Linked DNA regions of Sus scrofa: region 2 is linked to region 1. Evidence: chromatin contacts called from public HiChIP or PLAC-seq data. All regions are on one chromosome and are shown on one strand. Each heading gives the region's core, a stretch centred on a gene start, on an enhancer-like site or on the middle of the called end of the contact. The rest is flanking DNA. Distances are from core to core; before and after follow the strand shown.

What was found. HiChIP or PLAC-seq counts read pairs in DNA pulled down with a chosen protein or histone mark.
Region 2: an H3K27ac HiChIP or PLAC-seq map of skeletal muscle shows a contact between it and region 1. The contact joins two enhancer-like sites. A contact is called at or near these places in 3 of 5 promoter capture datasets (fetal liver and liver), 33 of 47 Hi-C or Micro-C datasets (adipocytes, adipose tissue, alveolar macrophages and 16 more) and 2 of 2 datasets of contacts at active chromatin or transcription factors (alveolar macrophages and skeletal muscle).

What each region holds. Positions count from the first base shown.
Region 1 is chr14:12,163,872-12,171,064 of Sscrofa11.1, reverse strand. All of the region lies in intron 1 of ZNF395 (zinc finger protein 395), which reads left to right. Among named protein-coding and RNA genes, the nearest start is that of ZNF395, 17 kb to the left of the region's middle. Within about 2 kb of position 4,299, at least 19 of the 83 cell types and tissues checked have an H3K27ac peak or open chromatin away from gene starts, as enhancers often do. A contact at or near this core is called in adipose tissue, alveolar macrophages, retroperitoneal adipose tissue and 2 more, where this site is marked.
Region 2 is chr14:12,201,848-12,209,040 of Sscrofa11.1, reverse strand. No RefSeq gene overlaps it. Among named protein-coding and RNA genes, the nearest start is that of ZNF395, 21 kb to the right of the region's middle. Within about 2 kb of position 3,855, at least 71 of the 83 cell types and tissues checked have an H3K27ac peak or open chromatin away from gene starts, as enhancers often do. A contact at or near this core is called in adipose tissue, alveolar macrophages, retroperitoneal adipose tissue and 2 more, where this site is marked.

The sequences.
Region 1 (7,193 bases), core at 3,050-5,549:
GCATCTGTGGCATATGGAAGTTCCCAGGCTAGGGTTTGAATCAGAGCTACAGCTGCTGGCCTACACCACAGCCACAGCAATTCGGGATCTGAGCTGCATCTGTGACCTACTCCGTAGCTCACGGCTGGATCCTTAACCCACTGAGTGAGGCCAGGGATTGAACCCTCATCCTCATGGATGCTAGTTGGGCTCATTACCACTAGTAACAATAACAGGAACTCCACTAGTCGGGTTCTTAACCTGCTGAGCCACGATGGGAACTCCAGCTCTGTCCCTTTTGAAGGGATCATGCTGGTGCCACTGATCACCTAGCTAGTGAGGAGCAGAGCCTGTTGCATCCTTAACTATTCCACATGCATTTGCCTTCAGATTCCTTAAGCAGAAGTTAGAAAACACCCTTGCATCCAAACAGCTGTCCAAAGCCAGTGATGCATTTATATTGCCTTCTTTGGGCTCTTGAGACGTCTCCTCCTCTGGTCAAGGTTGGGGCCTTATCTTATCTCCCTCATTTGCTAGATACTCCCAGAGTCCTACGGCCTTGATCTTTCTGGCTCCCTTAGTGTGCTTTCCCCGTCATGTAGCCCATTAAGGTGACGGTCCTCTAGTTTTACAAGTTTTCTTTCTTCCTTCCCTCTTTTTTTTTTTTCCTCTTTTTTTTCTTTTCTTTTCGTCCACTCCACGGCATATGGAGTTCCCAGGCCAGGGATTGGATCTGAGTCACACTTTCAACCTATTCTGCAACTATGGCAAAGCTGGATCCTTTAACTACTGTGCAGGGCCGGGGATCAAACCTGCACCCTGGCTCTGCAGAGATGCTGCTCAGCCCATTGTGCCATAGCAGGAACTCCAAGTTATCTTTCTTGATGGGCAGTCACCAGCGTTCCCGCTGGGGATGATTCTCTAAGTTTATAGAGAGTAGCGGGCAATGTGTTTTTATTTTCAGTGTTTTTGCAGTGGTGCCGGACAAAACAGTTTGTTCTTTGGCCTCTGTGACCACTGTAGGGGGACAGTCCAATCTGTAGTGCTATCAAGGCCCCTGGGTTGCCACAGAGCTCTTCCTTGACTTTGATTTTTTTTTTCTTAAATGTATTCCACAGCCCTTGTTGATGGGAAACTGTGCTGTCTGCTTTCCTCCTCCTCGAGTGAAGTTTTCCCTGTGATCTTCCCATGAGCTTGGCTGGTCACTACCCAGAGCTTGGTGCCTTTTTTTAGGCTCACATTTGCTGACCTTAGCACTGGAGGTGCTTCTTCTCATTCTTTGCTGGGCTCCTCTCTCAGACCTGGGGAATCGAAAGCTCTAGGGAGGGGAGCTAGGTGACTCTTAACAACCAAGGCACTCTTTGAAAAAAAACTGCATCATCTCATCAAAGCCTCGAGGTTTCCTTTGGAGTAGGGGCCAGTGTTTTTCTCACTTTACAGGTGAGGAAACTGAGACACAGAGGAGCAAAGTAGTTTGCCCAAGCTCACAAATTGGGTAGTTAGTGCTCGTTTGCAACCCTGGCTGTTTCCCTGTGCATTCTCTTTGGGATATTTGTAAACGTGTTAAGTAGGGGTAATTGTAGCCCTGGTCCCAGGGAGCCCCATGTGGGATGCTTTGCTGTCATAGTGCCCATTTCATTTCCCCTCCCACACACCAACACGCTAACCTCTCTGTGACTCAGGTTTTCACGAACAAGGAGCCTCATCTTGCCTAGGCTCTAACTTGATACCTGATTTTCCTGTATAATATGGTGGAAAGAGCATAGCTTTTGGAGTTGGATGTGTTTGGACTCACATCTTGGTTCTGTCAGTTTGTCACCCTGTGGCCTTGGGAATGTTACTCAACCTCCTGGAGCCTCAGTCTCCGCATCTGTAAAGTGGAGAAGGTGATGGCACTTATCCCATGGGATTATTGTGAGGGACGCAGTGAGACACAGTCTGTGTGTGACTTGCTCAACCAATGGCTGGCACATTCATCTTTGAGAAATGAAAGCTCTTGGAACATTCATCAAGGACCAGCAGTCTTTCAAAGGCTGTGCATTGCACAGAAGCCTGTGTTTCTCTTGCCCTTTGATTCTGTCACAACTGACAAAGCAGGTAGATGCAATTCAGAGGCTTGGGAACAGCTCACTGCCTTTCCCCTCAAAAAAGAGTGTATTTTTTTTTTTTTTGGTCTTTTTAGGATCACACCTGTGGCATATGGAGGTTCCCAGGCTAGGGGTTGAACCAGAGCTGTAGCCACCAGCTTATGCCACAGCCACAGCAATGCAGGATCCAACCTATACCACAGCTCACGGCAACGCCGGATCCTTAGCCCGCTGAGCAAGGCCAGGGATCAAACCTGTGTCCTCATGGGTACTAGTCAGATTCGTTTCAGCTGAGCCACGACGGGAACTCTCAAAAGAGTCTAGTCTTCTGCTGGCCCTGAACTATGTTCACCCTCCCTGCCTGCCTGACTTGGGGCGGGAGTCCATGTGGTGTCAGCCTCCTGGGTCATCCTGGGGCCAGCCATGGCTGTGACCTACTGTGTGCCAGCATCAGCACTTGAGGGGGCCCTGTGGTCCCTGTGATTGACCCACATTTGTTTTGTCACTCTGGCTGAGAATATCCTCAGCAGTGAGCGTGCTCTCATCCTCCGTCCTTTTCAGGAAAATCATCCGAGAGTGGACGCCCCAGTATCCTGAGCTGGGGCCAGGTTGCCCTTTCATTTGGCCTGTGTCTGTGTCTCTCCGTCACCCTTGAACTCACCCTAAGCCCCAGGAACCTTCAGTTACTGGGGCATGAAGGTTCCCTAACTGGCTTCTGGAGAGAAAGCTCCTGACTTGGTGGCCTGTGCCCTGAGCGAGTGGCCTCCCCAGCTGTGCTCATTTTCCATCATTTTGCCATGTATTTAAACTGCCTTCCTTACGGTATCTAAGAGGCTCTTCATTTAGGCTTTCTGTTTTCTGGGGGAAATGTGTCTGTCTCTTCCCACCCTCTAGTCACTCAGCAGATTTTTTTCCCCCCTTAGATTCATAACACATTTTATTTCAACTTATGTTAGACACTGAAAATTTTAACATGCGCATTCATCTATGAGCTTAATCCTAAAACCCATCTTTTTAAAAATGGGGCTTCAGTGTCAGATTGCTGGATGGATGTTTTTTGCATTTTTCCCAAAAGAAGCAAATTCTGATTCATTCATTTAATTATACAGCACAGATATATGAATGTCGCTCTGGAGCATGTTAAGTGCTTTAATAAACAAGTGCTGGGTGTGGGATGCAGGTGGAGCTCAGTGAGGCCTCACGTTCTTGAAAGGCAGTGTCTGAAGCCGAGGCGCCTTCATTATTTAGTTCATGGCAAGAGCCTGGCACATGTGTTGAATACCAGCAGATTTTTGAAAGCACTAGAGGTCTGGTTCTGTTGTGTCCTTTCCCCCGGGTTTCTGGTGACTCGGTGCTGACCTGTTTTCGGTGTGGGTCTATAGGGTGAATTCGGATCCAGATCCAGGACAGCTGGATCCCGGGATGGACGCGTCAGATTTGGGAGTTTGCTCGCAGAGCCTGGTCGTGCTCCACCTGCGGGAGGTCTGGCAGCAGGCCTTGAATTCCCCTGGTCAGGGCACCAAGACGGATTTTGGCTGGGAGAGGAGTGCAGGGCTGGGACCTATGTGCTGAAAGCGAGGTGCGTGGCCAGGCCGTGTAGAGTCCAGCTTTGGGCTGCAGAGCCGAGCTGACTGGCTGGGCATTGAGCTCAAGCAGGGAGCCCTGGGGCTGGTTCTCTGTGGCCAGCTGGCCTCTACATGGAATATGTTGGGTTTCTCAGTTCCCATCTTGCCGAAATGATGATTTCATTTCATCAGTGGCTCACCCCTGGTCCACTTCTTGATTTCCCATCAGAGTCAGCAATTGTTTTACTGGTTCTGGTTGAATATTCTCTTGCAACCTCAGTTCCCTGATGCCAGTGGATGGTGACCATTAAGCATTCCGAGTGGCCTGCTGTGTCATTTCAGGGTCCAGCGCCAGTCTGGGAACGGACAGGGGTGGGACCACATTTGTTGAGATCCTTCCAGATGCTGGGCACTGAGCCTATTTTTCACAGGTGAGGTGAGAAATGGAGGCTCTGAGGTGGTGGCTCATTGCCGAAGCTCACACAGGTCAAGGTGATGGGTTGCGGGGAGCCCTTTTCTGGGAGAGGCGTTCTGGGCAGTGTGCCCGGGCTTAGCTTCTCTTGCACGTGCTGGTTCCATTTTGAGGAGCTGGTTTTAGTTGCGCAGGTGATCCAGCCCTTTTTTACGCTCAGCCACAGCACTCCTGGGGAATGGGAAGCGTTCCCGTTGGCTCCAGTCCCGGGAGAGCAGAGCAGTCTCCCGGGAGACGTGGTGGCGGGACAGCGTGAGGAGCTGCCCCCATCCTGAAACAGGAAGGCTGACTCAACTGGGGAGTCAGAGTGAAGGGAAAAGTTGTATTCGAAGTTGATCCATGGAAGCCTGGTACTGCCCTTCTGGCCAGACTCCTGCCATCTTGGCTAGTCAGCCATCCTGGTCTTGGAACCAATTCTGGTATCCAGTTCTTATTTCAGTTCCTAAATGTTATTAGCCACTAGAATCACTAGTCATCCCAACAGCACATTTTTTTTTTTTTCCTTCTTTTTATTGCCGCATCTGAGGCATATGGAAGTTCCCAGGCTAGGGGTTGAATCTGAGCTGCAGCTGCCAGCCTAGGCCACAGCCATAGCCACAGCAATGCGGGATCCTTAACCCACTGAGCAAGGCCAGGGATCTAACCCATATCCTTAGGGACACTATGCCGGGTTCTTAACCTGCTGAGGCACAATGGGAACTCCCAGCACGTGATTCTTTTTTTTTTTTTTTTTTTTTTTTTTTTTTGTCTTTTCTGTGGCCGCACCCAGGGCATATGGAGGTTCCCAGGCTTGGGGTCGAAATCCAAGCTGTAGCTGCCAGCCTACGCCAGAGCCACAGCAATGCGGGATCTGAGCCGCGTCTGCAATCTACACCACAGCTCACGGCACCAGCATGTGATTCTTATTTTGTGATTTCTAATTTCCAAGATTCCAGCTTATTTCCCACTGGCTTACGTTTGGCAGTGTTGTAGCTCCCACTTGAGACTTGGATGCCTGAGGGTTATCAGGGCACCTCGGTCCCTTCCCTTCCCTGTTTCTCTTTCTGGATGGATGTCTCTCATTGGCCCTTCTTGTCTGCACGTGCCTGGTCTCCCGTCTATCATTTTGGCTCGCCCACTCCTGGCCGGGCCCCCGGACCAGGTGGCTGCTTTCTTGGGCACCTGTAGACCTGTGTGCTCTGATAATGCACCCTGGGAGAGGGCTGCTGCCTTTATTACTACTTTATTACTACTATTCCAGCCAGGAAAGTCAGCAGGTGGCTCTCACCTTCCCTGCAAACCCCTCTGTCTATTTACTTAGCATCATCAGGGAATGTGATTATTCATTCAGATGACTGCTGAGTTCCAAATAGTTTTTTTCCTTTAACCAGTTCAATGAAAACATAGGGAGCTTGCATTTCTCTGCCTTCAAAGGGGAGAGAGAACATAAGGGGCCCTTTTCTTGTCTTTCAGGATGGGCACCTCAGGCATCATGATCATGAAGCTTCCCTTTCTGGCGAACCATTCAGGGCCTTCTGCTAATGGTTTCTGGATTGTTAAGCCTTTTATTTATTTTGTTTTATTTTATTTTGGCCATGCCCATGGCATGCACAAGTTCCTGGGCCAGAGATTGAACTTGGACCACAACAGTGATCCATGCCACAGCAGTGACAGGGCTGGGTTCTTAACCCACCGAGCCACCAGGGAGCTTCTGTTAGGCATTTAAAATTTTCCCCTCTGTGTTTTATGTTTTGTGTTTTTTCTTTTTAAAAAGTTTTTGTATGTGTTGTATTTTTGAGGGTGGTTCTGCTGCTGCCAGCTCTTGCTTTTCGAAACTGTAAGTGCCTCTAATAGATCCCTTCTTCCTAATGAAACTCACACTGTTTTCCTCACAGCCTTGTGAGGGTCAGACAAGGCAACGTGAAGGCATCAGGGCTGGGACTCTGGAGCCCCTGTCCTGCTGCTGGGTCTCCACTTGGGGAAGAGAGAACTAGACCAGGGAGGGGCCAGGAAAGCTGCAGACATCACAGCTTGCCAGCTGGAAGCATGTCAGTGGGCTCTTAGGGGAACCTCAGTTTTCTGAGCTGCAAAATTGGGATTATGTCATCCCTCTATATTTTCTGGAGTTGCCGGGAGGTCAGGGAAGAAAAAAAGAAGGAAGCTCCTAGACATGGGTCTCAGGGTGAATGTAACCCCAGTGCCACTGAGGCAGTTTGACTTGACATGCAGGTTATATGCTTACTCTGCAACCTGCTGGAGAGAACTGGTCGTTCTCTGAGGCTTGTTCTCCTAGAGAGACTTGGCTTTTGGTTCCCTCCTTCCCACCTGCTCGGGGTAGAATCCTGAGTCAGCAGTCGTCCACCTCTGCGCCACCTGCTGGAACTCTCACCTAGTTTTGGTGCAGCCAGATCAGGTTTAACCACAGTGCAGGCACCCACAGGTACACACATGTGTGCGAGCGTGCCCCCATGCATGTACAAAAACAGTGCTGCATAAGCTCTCCACCTCACCGGACATTTGTGGGCATGAATTGCCTTATCCCTGCTTGCTTACACAGAGTTCTCCACCTATTTTCAAGGAAACACTGCTGTCTTAGCATCGAGTTTGAACACTAAAACTCTCCCCTTTATTTTTAGAAATTTTTAAAATTGTAGTTGGTTTACAGTGTTGTGGCAATTTCTGCTGTACAGCAAAGTGACTCAGTTATACACACATAGACATTCTTTTTTATATTCTTTTCCATCCTGGTCTGTCCCAGGTGATCGGATATAGTTCTGTGGGCTGTTCACTAGGACCTTGTTGTTTATCCATTCTGAATGTAAGAGTTTGCATCTGCCAACCCCAGACTCCCAGTCCATCCCACTCCCTCCCCCCTCCCCCTTGGCAGCCACACGTCTATGTCTGTGAAAAATTATCTCCTTGTGTTTGTTGCCTGTTTTCATTTTAGGGCGAGCAGCAGGTCTTATTTCTTCTAACACACCACTATGTTTTAATCTGGGGCTCTCCTCACCTGTGGAAATAGCATTTATTCAAAGTCATAAATAGGGGTCAGCAAGGTATGGTTTCTGCCCTGCAAGGCTTGCAGTCCATTGGTACTAAGAGAAGTAGTTC
Region 2 (7,193 bases), core at 2,606-5,105, 38 kb before region 1:
CACTGAGCCACAACGGTAACTCATGCCCTTTAATGTTTGAAAGACACTATTTTATACTATTCTGTTCTTTGCTGGGCACCTTTCACAGTACAATAGTGAATTAGAAGATGAGATTATCACGATTTTAGAAGTTTTCACCAAGTGGAGAGTTGATTTGTTCCTTTAAGGCTGGATGGGGTTTGTCTGGATAGGCGTGGGCCAAGACAGAGTTCCAGAGAGATAAAATGGTTTATACAAAGAAAAAAAAAAAAAAAGCAAATGTAAACAGAGATTAGACAACTTTTTCTGAAGTCAAGGATTCATGAAGGGGAGTAGTAGTGATAAGGTTTGAAAAACCCTGAAGAAGAGGCCAAGGATTCGGGAGTACAGTGTTTTCTCTAATTTGTTCGTGACAAAAATCTGATTTCATTCCATCATCTCAAAGAGAAACAGTTTTTAAGGAAATGACTATACCTCTGACAGCACAGCGACCACAACTACCAGTACATGTGCCCATGAGAAAAACAAGCTGTTGAAATAAGTACGATCTGCTGTTGCCAAATCTATGTTATTATTTATCTGCTGCTTGTTCATTCAGTTTGTCATCTGCTGATGCTAGCAGATAAAAGTTTGGATCTTCACTACTATGGAAAAACAAATCGGGGGGAAAAACCTTACAGGTTGAGGAATTCTACCCATGAAATGTTCTTTTCTCTATGAATTGGGACAAGGTCAAGGTTATTCGATACAGGGCAGACCACTTTGGTTTAGCTTATAGAACATCAGACTTCCCAGGGAATATGGATTAAGTGCCACTGTGAGCCGTGGGAAGCAAGGCCCTGAAGGGATAAGTGTGTGCTTTTACACAGATTACTTTGGTAACTGTATACAGGATGGGTTGTTGGAGGGAACAACCAAAGACAGGAAGACCAGTTAGGAGATTGCAGCAGTAAACAGCGGTAATCAGACTTGAGATAGAGTAATAGGACCTTATATTTACACTGCTTTATGTTATCCACATTCACATTCTTTTCACAGGCACCCCTTCAAACAATTATGTGAAGGAGGAAGTGTTACTAAAAAAAAGAAAACAAGGTGGAAGTTTAATTTACAGGTGGCTCTGTGAGAGATACGTAAAAAATAATCAACAGGGCTTTATTGTGGTGCCTAAAGGGAAGGCAGAGAAGAGAGGAATCAAAGGTGACCCCAAAGGTTTTGAACTTGCCCACTTGGGAGAATGTAGCTGCTATTAACAGATGCCTAACAGAAGCCAAGTTAGGAAAGGCTAATTTGGAGGGAAGCTTGTAATGGTGCATTTTCTTTTTTCTTTTGAAATAATTTTAAACTTTGAGAAAAGGTGTGCTGAAAGGATAGTGCAAAATACCTACCATACTCCCTTTGCCCAGGGACTCCCTCAACTCTTGTCTCAGTAAAGTCCCTTAGGAGTTCCCACTGTGGCACAAGGAGTTTCAAATCTACAGTGGCTCAGGGTACCTGCAGAGGCACAGGTTCAATCCCCAGCCTGGCGCAGTGGGTTAAAGGATCCAGCATTGCCACAACTGCAGCATAGGTCACAGCTGCGGCTCATATTCATCCCCTGACTCCGGAACTTCCATATGTGTGGGTGAGGCCATAAAAAAATAATAATGTTCTTTATAGCAAAAGGAGCCAACACAGGATCATGCAGTGACCCCAACGATCACGCCTTTCAAATCTTCCATCTAGGGAAGTTCCACGATTTCCCTTGACTTTCATGGCCTTGATGTTTTTGAACATTACAAGCCATTTTGTAGGCCTGTCCCTCAGTTTGGGATTGTGCAGTATTTCCTCATGTTTAGAGTCAGGTGGCGCACCTCTGATTGGACTGTCACAGAAGGGACCAGAAGTGCACTGCATCATCAGATGGTGCACAAAATGATTTAGCTCATTACTTGTAGTGTTAACTTTCATGATTTAAGATGGTATCTGCCAGTTTTCTGGATAGTAAAGTGACTTTTCTCTCCCTATGTAATTAGTAAAATGTGTGAAGAGACACCTTGAAAGGGTGCCGGCAAGCCTGGCTTTCATGGCAGTACCTCCTGAATAGCTGTACTGGGATCCCAGGTTTGGTTTACTTTATCCTCAGCTGCCACAAAAGAATGTAGGAAGGAGGGAGGGAAGGAAGAGGCAAAGAGACATAGATTCTTTTTTTTTTTTTTTTGGTTTTTAGGGCACCTGCGGAATATGGAAGTTCCCAGGCTAGGGGTCGAATTGGAGCTATAGCTGCCAGCCTACACCACAGCCACAGCAACAAAGGATCTGAGCCATGTCTGCAACCTACACCACAGCTCACAACAACGCCGGATCCTTAACCCACTGAGCTAGGCCAGGGATCGAACCTGCAACCTCATGGTTCCTAGTCAGATTTGTTTCTGCTGCACCACTATGGGAACTCCATAGAGTCAATTTTTGTCTTGTTAATATTTGAGTTGCCAGGACACCTATGGGTTAGAAAAGCAAGACTAGGGCCTGGGAGGAAAATCTGGGCAGAGGTAAAGGCTGGGAATGTTACATGCAAAAGAGGTGACTGAAACGGGATGATAATGTCTCCACAGGAATTAGAAAGAAAAAGAGGGACTGGGGGCCTAACCTTTGGACCATGCATGAACAGATTCACAATAGAAGGAGAAACCAAGCCAGCAAAGGACCTGGCTTTGCAGGTTCTTTAAAGGAATGCATCAGAGGGCAAGGGAAATCCAGTGGCACAGCGTTACAGAAGCCAAAGGAAAAGGGGGTTTTATAAGCAAAAGAGTCGGCCATGTCAAGTACTGCAAAGAAAGTAGAGATGGCTGACCAAGGAAAGTTCCCTACTTCTGATAACCAGCCAAAGAAGAGAGTATCCGTTTGTTCTTGTAGACATTCTACAAATATTGATGGGCCCGGCTGGGCGGGGGTGAGAATGGGGAGGTTAGGGCTTAGGCTTGTGGATACAAAGAGTACTGGCAGGGCCGGCTTCCTGGGTGCATACCTGTGTAGGCACACAGGGTCCTGCATGTAGAAGAGTCACAGGCTTGATTTAATGCTCTTGAAATGCTTAACTTCTGAGAAGGAGGTCCTGCCTTTTCATTTTGCCCTTGACCCTACAAATTATGTAGCTGGAGTGGCAGAGCAAGTGTAAACTATTCTTTTCTTTGGGAATATTTGTCAGTGACAGTGAAAGAGCAGTATCTTGTCCCCGGGGGCAAAGCACAGGTGAAAACTTCCCTTAGCCTTGTGCTTGTGTGTTGGCAGAGGGTAGTGGGCCTTGGGAGGATGTTACCGAAGCTGCAGAACGAGGGTGGTTGTACAGAAGAGGTGAAAGGTTCAAAGCCTTGGGGGCAGCAGACAGCCTTGAACAAGCCGTCGGACAGTAGGAAAGTCGAGGTAGAAAGACAGACGCCGAGGCCAAGGAGGTTTGGGAACAGGTTGAGGACACACTAAATGCGGACTTAAAACCTTATCTGGTGCCTAGGACTGAGCGGGCCTTAACGATCGGGCTGGTAGAAAACCCGCAGGACCAGACTCTCGGGCGCACACGGGGAGAGGCCGTCCACCCGGCGCAGAAGGGCGCACACAGCTCGGAGATGCGATTCCCCACCGCGCGCCGAGCACAACTCGGGGACAAAGGGGCGGCGCGGGCCGCGGGGAAGGCCGAGCGTCGGGGCTGCGGGGCCGCCCGGCCTCCCAGTCCCTACTGGCGTTCCCTCCGCTCTCCCCACCCGCCGGCGGCGCTCCTGGGGTGGTGCACCGAGGCCTCCGTGGGCCCGGGCACGTCCGCGCCACCGCCCTCCCGGCCCGCGCTCCCGGAGGCTGAGCTGGCGGGGAGGGGCCTTGTGCTGCCTCCGGGCCCCGGGCGCTTCCGCCGGCCGTAGCCGGCTCTTGGGCGCTGAGCCCGCGGAGAGGCGGAGCGGAGACGCCCGCAGGCGGGCAGGAGGCCCAGGGCCTTGGCAGCCGTCCCAACGCGCGTCCACGGCGCGTCCCGGGCGCAGCACCTCCGAGCGCGTACGAGTGGGGACGCACGAGGCAGGACGGCCCCGGCGGCGCCCGCGGTGGGGAAAGAACGCGCGGAAGCCCGCCCTCCCTGACACCGCCCTGCCAGCTTCGCCTTGGCCTTTCTCGAATCTTCCTTCCAGCCTCCCCAGCTGGTCTAGGGGCTTGAAAAGCCTTGCGGAGGCTTCAACACTTTTAAGAAGGGGAAATTAACCAGATTCAAAGAGTTGGGAAGGAAACTGAGGAGATTTGAGGTCAGTTTCAACCTCCGCCTGCCACCATATAATCAGAGTAATATGTGTTTACTGTATAAACTGTGGCAAGTATAGCAAAGTGTAACTGATTAGACAAAAAAAAAAAAAAAAAAAAAGAGCGAGAAAGAAAACCCCAGACACACCATAACCACTAGTCACAAGCAAACATGTGACTTACTGTGATGTTTCCTCACCTGTGGCCATGTATATTTTTCTTTACATAATTGATAATTCAGTGCAAGTTACTTAGCATCTGGTTTTTTGTGCTTAGTAGCTTAACACACAGGTCCCTCATTTCTTTGAACACATCATTTTTTTATGGTTCTAACATTGTATAGCTGGAGCAAAATGTAACCATTTTGATTGTTTAAAGATCCAAAGGATAAAAATATTTTAAAAGTTCTTGATTCTGAATATTAAATTGTTCCCCACAAGGATGATACTAAATTTCTATTTCCAGATACATTGAATGGCCAGTCTTACTACACCTGTGAATATTGATCAGAGAAGGACCACCCCGGGTCTTAGATAGGTAACCCATTCTTCCTTCCAGGCACCGAACCTCTACTCTACCTGCCTCCTTTCATTAAGCATGTAAAAAAAAAATTCAGAGCCTTCTGGACTCAGACATTCAGACAATTGGGGACCTTAGCCAGATCTTGTTTTTCAGTTTCTTTCTTTCTTTTTTTTTTCCTTTCTTTTTTATTGGGGGAGCTGTACCCGACATTCAGAAATTCTGGGGTCAAGGACTGAACTCAAGCCATATCAGTGACTCAGGTCACAGCAGTGAAGTCGTGGGATCCTTAACACACTGCACCACTAAGGGGACTTCCTCCCCATTATTTTCTATTCCACTAAAGTGTATCTTAAACATAGAAGAGGAATCAACCAGAAATATCTCTTCCAGAACCCTGCCCTCCTGCCTCCAGGTGAGGTTCCTTCAGTGAGTTTGCTCTGGGTCTCCACCTGCTAATAGATGCAGTGGATCCCATGGGATCAGGCCAATAAGAAGCCAAAGCTCAGGTGTTAAATAATTATTACTATTAAGAATTCCTTGTTTCCCTGGGGAAAGCACCTAAGTACCAGTAGAGAGACGAACAAAGATGTATGAGAGATAGATAGATAAATATCTATGTTATATTAACCTTGAGGGCATTATGTGAGGTGGGATAATCAGCCAGAGAAAGACAAATACTGTATGATAGCACTTACATGTGGAATCTAAAAAAAGCTGTGGCTCAGTGGTGAGGAACCCCACTAGTATCCATGAGGACGTGGGTTCAATCCCTGGCCCCGCTCAGTGGGTTAAGGATCTGGCATTGCCATGAGCTGTGATGTAGGTCACAGATTTGCTTGGTGTTGCTGTGGCTGTGGTGTAGGCCCGAAGCTGTAGCTCTGATTCAACCCCTAGCCTGGGAACTTCTGTATGCAGGGGGTATGGCCCTGAAAATCAAAAAATAAAATAAAAATTTAAAAAGCTGAACTTGTAAAAATGGAGGGTAGAATGATGGTTCCCAGTGGCTGGGGAGTAGGGGAGATGTGGTGTAAGGGTAAAGATGTGCAACTAGTAGATGAAAAAGTCCTAGAGATCTACTGCTCAGTATAATGATTATAGACAATATTGGAAACATCAAACTTGTTAAGAGACTAGATCTTAATTCTTCCCACCACAAAAATGACATGATAATTTTGCGATGAGATAGAAGCACTAGCTAATTCTACAGTGGCAATCATATTGCAATATATAAATGTATCAAAGCAACATGCTGTACATTTTATGATTATTATTATTTTGGGCCACACCTTGGGCATGCAGAAGTTCCTAGGCCAGGAATCAAACCCAGGCCACATCAGTGACTGGAGCCACAGCAGTGATAACACCAGATCCTTAACCTGCTAAGTCACCAGGGAACTTCTTTACATTTTAAACTTACACAATGTTATATGTCAAATATATTTCAATTTTTAAAAGTCCCATATAGCTCTGACCTTAGAGAATAAAATAGAAAAGAAGCAGCATTATGCATACAAGTGACCTCACTCTTGCCTCATCTCACAGAAAATTAAAATTTAAATGGACAAGTGCTGTAAGAAAGGTAAATGCAGAATGCCAAGATGGGGAAAAAATCTTGAACTGAGTGCCTCTTCACTCAGGACTGTTTGGCAAGTCACAGTACTAGACCCCCCAAATCAAAGTGGCTGAAGGGACTCTAAGTGACTTCTTGGAGCTTCAGCATTGCAATAAGAGTAAATAATAATAGCACTCTATTGAGCTTGCATCCTCTGAGTGTTAGGTCAAAGTCACCCTTTGAGAAGGTTGTATTGTGGCTCATCATTTTACAGATGAGGAAACTGAGGTCAAAGTGGTTTGTCTGATTCCTTGATACTCTGTAACTGATAACAAATGCTGCTTTCTCTTTTCCCTCTTTGCACCACTGGGGAGAGAGAGTCAATGTGAAAAAAAAAAATCCACACTTAAATTCTAAACCCTGTGAGCTGTGTCAGCCCAATCACAGCACAGCACTGCTAGGATCAAAACATAAAGCAAGCAGCAACCACTTTTCAGGTTTACTTCTACTGGGCTGCAAATTTGTCATCATGTGGTTTTACCATATTCTCTCTATTAAGCTGGCCTGCATTTAAAGCCCCATAAACTCAGCTCATTCCTGCTGTCTCACCTGTAGCTTCCTGTCCTGCCCTTATCTCTGAAGTTAGCTATATTCATGTATTTTTTTTTTTTTTTTTTTTATCTCTTTTTAGGTCTGCAGTCATGGCATATGGAAGTTCCCAGGTTAGGGGTTGAAGTGGAGCTGCAGCTGCAGGCCTATATACCACAGCCACAGCAACTCCAGATTCAAGGCACATCTATGACCTACACCACAGCTCAGGGCAATGCCAGATCTTTAACCCCCTGAGGGAGGTCAGGGAGCAAACCCACGTTCTCATGGATAC